2 separate regions of the Zea mays genome follow, and region 2 is linked to region 1. Evidence: chromatin contacts called from public Hi-C data. All regions are on one chromosome and are shown on one strand. The core of a region is the stretch at or near the end of the contact, and the rest is flanking DNA. Distances in the headings are between cores, read along the strand shown. Region 1 holds the start of LOC103629384 (ruBisCO large subunit-binding protein subunit beta, chloroplastic). Region 2 holds the start of LOC100284990 (ATOZI1).

What was found. Hi-C and Micro-C count contacts between places; a contact is called where the count stands out from the background.
Region 2: a contact with region 1 is called in a Hi-C map of tassel, with 2.9 times the contacts expected there. The contact joins the promoter of LOC100284990 here to the promoter of LOC103629384 in region 1. A contact is called at or near these places in 8 of 25 Hi-C or Micro-C datasets (bundle sheath, ear, leaf and 1 more).

Annotation. Positions count from the first base shown.
Region 1 is chr6:67,856,084-67,859,155 of Zm-B73-REFERENCE-NAM-5.0, reverse strand. LOC103629384 (ruBisCO large subunit-binding protein subunit beta, chloroplastic) reads left to right here and starts at 1,427. Exons shown (of 14, transcript XM_020539251.2): 1 at 1,427-1,696; 2 at 2,170-2,324; 3 at 2,416-2,541. The coding sequence starts at 2,172. It overlaps TRNAD-GUC (transfer RNA aspartic acid (anticodon GUC)), which reads left to right and starts at 1,168; the gene lies at 1,168-1,239.
Region 2 is chr6:68,155,417-68,158,488 of Zm-B73-REFERENCE-NAM-5.0, reverse strand. It overlaps LOC100284990 (ATOZI1), which reads right to left and starts at 1,606. Exons shown (of 3, transcript NM_001157885.1): 1 at 1,387-1,606; 2 at 304-417; 3 at 1-210. The coding sequence starts at 397. The coding sequence ends at 68.

The DNA.
Region 1 (3,072 bases), core at 178-2,677:
TGACAGGTATGATGTTACTCGACCGAGGTGTTTGACCCTCATGTGGGCTTCTTTTTGCGTAGGGACACCAACGATAATTAGTCGATAACTTGTGCGGTTTCGGATACCTCGGTAAAAATACATGCGTCATACACGGGAATTGCATATCTACCTTCTCTTTAGCTTCCGCATTTATATTTAGCATTTAACTTCCAATCTTATCTTTCTAGTTAGATTGTTTAGATTGAAGCTTAACTTTTGCGGTAGAGATAGCAACACTTAGACAAAATCTAGTTTGTACATTGTGAATTGATTATTTGCATAGGTTTTACATTGGAGATCTGTACCGCTTCACCCTCCAGATCTAGAGGAGTGGACGAAGTTGGGTGCTGGAGGCCGGATTCCTGGCATAAAATCGTCGAGTATGGAGCAAAAGAACCATGGGCCACGGCTCCCGAGGAGAGGTTGCCCATGACAGAGAAGGGACCACAAACCAGCCGCACCCCCACCTCCGCACCAGACACCTGCCCGCGAAGAACCAACCAAACCAGAACCAACCAACACCAACCCTCGAGAGAAAACAAACAATAAAGACTGCTTACCGAGGAAGACGAAGACAGATCTCCAGTCTAAGAACGACGGGCAGAACTAGCAAACTCAAAATACTAATCATGGCGACGAAAACCAGGAGCAAAGAACCTCGGAAGGCACAAAACACTAGGGGAACCGCCGGAGACAAACACGCAAAGAGAGAGCTCGAGGATCTAGCGCAACCGGGAACAGCGAGGAGGGGCGGACGGGGACGCGGCGGCGACGGCGGAAGGGATCGGAGGTGGTCCATGCCCGTGATGATGAGCCGGTACTGGGTCCCTTCGCTGGCGTGCGGACCTGCACCTGCTGCTGCGGTAATACTGGATAAGGCGCCATGGATGGTCGTAGTCTCGTAGAGCGTGCACAGTGTGAGCCCCGTCGTGGACTCATGGTGGTCTCGGCTTGGAATCCTGGATAAGGAACGACGAACGAGACGCCGGTGTGTGGGATCGGACGAGGGTTGGCTGCTCGCCTGCACCCTTCAGCGCGAAAGAGAAAGATAGCTTCGGTTGGCTACAAGTGTGTCTCGTCGTCTCATTCAGATTAGAGATTGGGAATATGGTAATTTATCCAACCTCAGAGGATAGTAGCATCGAAGTCGTTGTAGTATAGTGGTGAGTATTCCCGCCTGTCACGCGGGTGACCCGGGTTCGATCCCCGGCAACGGCGTTTTTTAGTTTTTAGTTTTATTTTTAATTAATTTTGTTATTTTCCAAACTTTACAGCTTAGCCCAAGCTTTATTGAGCAGGCCCTACCTCGGCCCATTTATAACAAATTACGAGGCATGCTCTTCCCGATCGTAGCTAGGCCTCTGACAGAAAATAAATAAGGGAAAAAAAGCACACCCCTTTGGTTGGTGCTCTTTTGATTCGCTTCGAGACAATGGTCGAGGCTGCCCGCTAGCGCTCGCGATTGACTTGGACTCTGCAGCAAATACGCACAAGGTAAAGGACGAATGTGCAGCACCCCCTGCTAAACCCTGGCGCGTGTATGTATACACATTACACCTCATCCCTTCCCCTCCCCCCGCCACGACCCCTCAGCCCTCACACAAGAGACGCAGCTGCGAGTCCGCCAGCCTTATCCTCCTCCCCGTCTCCGGCTCCAACCCGCAAGCGCGGTAAGGTGAGTCCCCATCCCGCTCCTTCCCTACCACCCTAATTCGCGCTCTGAGGATTAGGTGGAACTGGAACTGGATGCCCGCGCCGCGCAGCTCCAGTCCGGTGGGTCATGGGTTTCGGCGCGAGGTTGGCTCGGGTTCGTTCTCGTAGAAAGACACAGATTGGTGGCGAGTGGATCTGGTACGGGATGGGATGGGGAGTTATTGTCTAGCGCTAGCTTCACCCAAAATGCTGCGGACAGTTGGAGCTCGTGAATCTCGCGGGGTCTGTACTCGTGTGGCTGGCGTGCCACTGTAGTTAGAACATGATGTTTAGACTTAGAGATGCAGCGAAGGCGAAGGATGTTGTGTCCCATTACTGGGTCAAAATGTGCTCCTGTTAGTTAGTTCCTGCTCGATGGGTGGTCAGATTACGGGTTACATAATTACATGCTTGCTTCGATTGCTTTCTCGTGCTAATGTGGCTCCTGCTGCACAGGTATGGCTTCGACATTCGGTGCCACTTCTACTGTCGGCCTTATGGCTGCTCCAACAGGGAAGAATGTGCGCCTTCAGAGGAGGGTGAACTTCAGAGTAAGAGCAGCTAAGGAGCTGTACTTCAACAAGGATGGCTCAGCTATCAAGAAGCTCCAGGTGAGCTCCACAGTTTTTATTTATTATGATATACCGATTTGCTGTTGACCCTTAACCAGGCGCTAATTGTTTTTTCTCCCCTACATTTCAGACTGGAGTCAATAAGCTTGCAGACCTAGTCGGAGTTACACTCGGACCAAAGGGAAGGAATGTTGTTTTGGAGAGCAAGTATGGTTCTCCTAAAATTGTTAACGATGGTGTTACAGTTGCCAGAGAGGTACAGTGCAATGTTACCATGGTTGTACTTAGAATTTGATTGCTAGCTCGTAAATTACATAACGTTGTATATATTTTTTTCTCCAATTCTTGTCATACATGTTTTACAGGTCATATTCTTATAACCCATGTAATGCATATACTTTAGAAGGTCAGGGCCGGCCCTGAGGGTGTGCAGGGTATGCGACCGCTCAGGGCCCCCAAGGTCCGTAGGGCCCCCGCTTATCCATCTTGTATCTAAATACATATACATCACAGATAAATCTGTATTCTCATTCTTTTGTGGCGTCTCTTTGATTTTCTGGCAATCATCTCTTCGAGGTCGTGCAACAATCTGCTTGATGACAAATACTAAAATTGATGTGGGAAGGACGGAAGGTGTTGTACACCTGTGTCTGTCACGTTGCTTAATTCTAGCCTACCGGAGGGCCGACCCTAATAACATACATTGCTTAATCCTAGTTTAGTTTGCTGAATTTTGTTTTCAGAAAATTTGCTCTAATGTATTTAGATTTGGTTTACTGTGCATTTT
Region 2 (3,072 bases), core at 357-2,856, 300 kb before region 1:
ACCTTAGAAAAGGAACTCTGGCTTCATGGCGGCACCAAGTCGCAGAACCAGCTTCTCCAGCCCAAACCTACTCAGTGGACTTGACGATGAAGTTCTGGCGGCTGATGGGGTTCATGACAACCGGTGGCCCAGCAGTGCGAGGCCAGGCCTGGAACTTGGTGTCTGTGGCTTGCCACCACTCCTTCTCAGAAACAGTCTTGGGGGTGCTACCTATGTGCCCGCAAAGGCTGATCCAGATCAAATCCAAATCTACAGGGTTGAAGCACAGATATCAAACATAAATCTATTGAGGATGACACTAACCTCCAAATGCCTTCTTGTCAGAGATAAATGTGTCACACAGGTATGCAATGGCAAAGGATCCGACCAGTGAGCCAACAATGTAGCCAGCCGTCATTTTTGCTGCACAAGGATGGACTGAAGTACAGACTATCAGGTCTGATAAATAATGGAATCATGAATAAATGACTAACATATGCAGATGCATTGTAGACAAGGCAAACCTATAGACTGTTCCTCACAAATAACACAAATAAACAGAACATATAGCCTAGCAACAGATAAATCGCCAACACAAAAGCCCGGGGAAGCTATAACATTTCATTGTTAGCAGAAAGACAAACAGTTTTTTTCCAGCAACAAACGAGTGAACCCCGAATCCGTAGCAGGTTATGTTACCAGTATATTATATCCAGTATCCATCTTCATGAAACAAGTGTTACTATTAGTCTTACAGTAACAGCGGCATATGCATGGGAACATTTCAAACCATGAATGATTAACATAAAAGCTTCAATGAAAGTGTAAATAAGAAAGTCACTGGGCTTAAAAGTGACAGTGTTAATATGAATCTCGCCATACTTGAAGTGACCTCCATCCCACATTAACATTACATCCACAATCTTTCTTCAAAAACATGCGTCAATACGAATCTCTCTCACCAGAATTACAGTGACAGTGTCATGTGTAATGTGTACGGTGCAATTCAAACCACGACAAACATCCATATCTATATAGCTAAGACCATTAAAAAGCGAAAATTTCTCCCCACCCAAATTTCCGTCCGTTCGCCTACACGAGCAACAAAAGAAATCAGACATAAATCGACTCAAGTTGGGATGGACGGATCTCCAACCCAGTAAAATACAGAGGGCCGCCGCCGTCAGCGTAAGCACGCGAGGTGAAGTTCCGGATGCCCGCGCCGCGCCCCAATCGGTCGGATCCGCACAGATCTAGTCGTCTGATTCCCACGGCCCCAAGAGGGCAATACCCGACACATGAGTCGTCGTCCGCAGCTACCAGAGATTAGATCAGAGAAGACCCCCGATGCCTGGTGAGGGGAGCGAACCGGCGGAAACCAATGGGAGCAGGGGGCGGAGGAATTACCAACAGCGCGCGGTGCGGAGACGAGGGGCAAACGGCGAGCGGCGGCGCGGGCAAGGAGACGCAGCAAATGGGGAACGAGGCGAGGAGACGTGGGGGGTTCAAATGGCTTTGTGGCGAATGGCGATGACCCGGTGGGCGGCGGCGGCCGGTCTTTCGGATCTCACACTGACTGGGGTCGCCGTGGCCGTGCACCAGGCCTCCGGGCCGGGCGGGCCAACGTGGGCCCTTAGTAAGGGATTGCTTCCAGCCTTGTGGCCCAAAACGACAGGCTATTTTAAGGCCCAAATGAATTACTGGAAGAATGCTCTCCATCACCTATTTTGACTTGGAGCACGCGTGGAGGACGCGGCTGCCGGGCAGGCGTGGAGGCAGGTGACCTGGATGCGCGAGAGGATCCGAGCCGGCCATGGCGGGAGCCGCGGGTTCTCGTGAGGTCCAGGTTAAGGTCCAGCCCAAGCTGACTACGCCGGCAGAAAAGCTTTCGTGAGGTCCCAGTCCGCGTCTCCGCGGGATGCCTAAGTCGCTGACGTCAGCTAGAACGCATTTATTTATTTTTGAGGAGCAAGGCGCACAGTACAAAATCTGCCTACACGCATCTTTGTTTTGTTTTCTTTGACAAAAGATCACGAGTTTTTTTTCGTGATTTGGTTTAACGAACATTGTTTGTTTCAGCTTTCCTTTGAAACAAAAAGAGGTCAAACCTCTGTATATGATTTGGTTTAGTGAACATTCTGTAAAGAGTTCTGTCCGGTAAATATAGCGAATGGTAGCCTCCGCAACCTCTCCAACAATAGTAGAGATGGCAGCGGGTCGGATTTTGTTCGGGTATAATAATACCTAACCCGAAATTGTACCCGAGACTTCTACAAATATCCATACACATCAAGTCAATCGGGTGAAAAACTGTACCCGTACCCATGCCCATCGGGTATCCACCGGGTATCGAGTATCTATTGGATATGTTATTGTAGACTAAATAATATTCGGTCAGTGTTATAATAAATGCATAAGATATTTTAGTTTCCATTTAAGCACTAGTGCAACACGAGAATGACTATATTTGGCTACACGTTCATATAGTATCTCAACTCATAATTATCACATCCAATAGATTTAAATTAGCAGTACTGAAGCAGCCAGCTGCTAGCACCAGCAACCTGTGGTCGTGCATGTGCCCATGGTGAAGTAGCAGCATGCAGCAAGCCATGATTAGTGTGTATTTTTTGGCTCCATTTTTTATAGGTCTTAATTTTTAGTGGATGTAGCATATTTAGAGCAACTCCAATAATTCTCTAAAAGACTTCCTAAATCAATAATTTAGGTAGTTAATATGAAAACTATTCTCCAACAGTTCTCTAAATGAACTTTCTAAATTTAACAACTTGTCATCTAACCTCATTTTCTCTCTACATTTGGCAACCATTTAACAACTCCCTAAACAAAAATGTTGACTGCATTATATAGTTTTTGTGACTTATTTTTTATGTGGATAAATACAAAACAAAATTACAACCTATATTTAGACAACTATTGGAGAACTCATATTTTTTTACTCTAAAAGCTATTTAGCAACTTTTAAATCTGTGATTTAGAAAGCTAAAATTTACATAACTATTGGAGTTGCTCTTAAAGAGGTATATTAATTTATCGAGTATCCACTGGATACCCGCGGGTAAAGTATTTTAT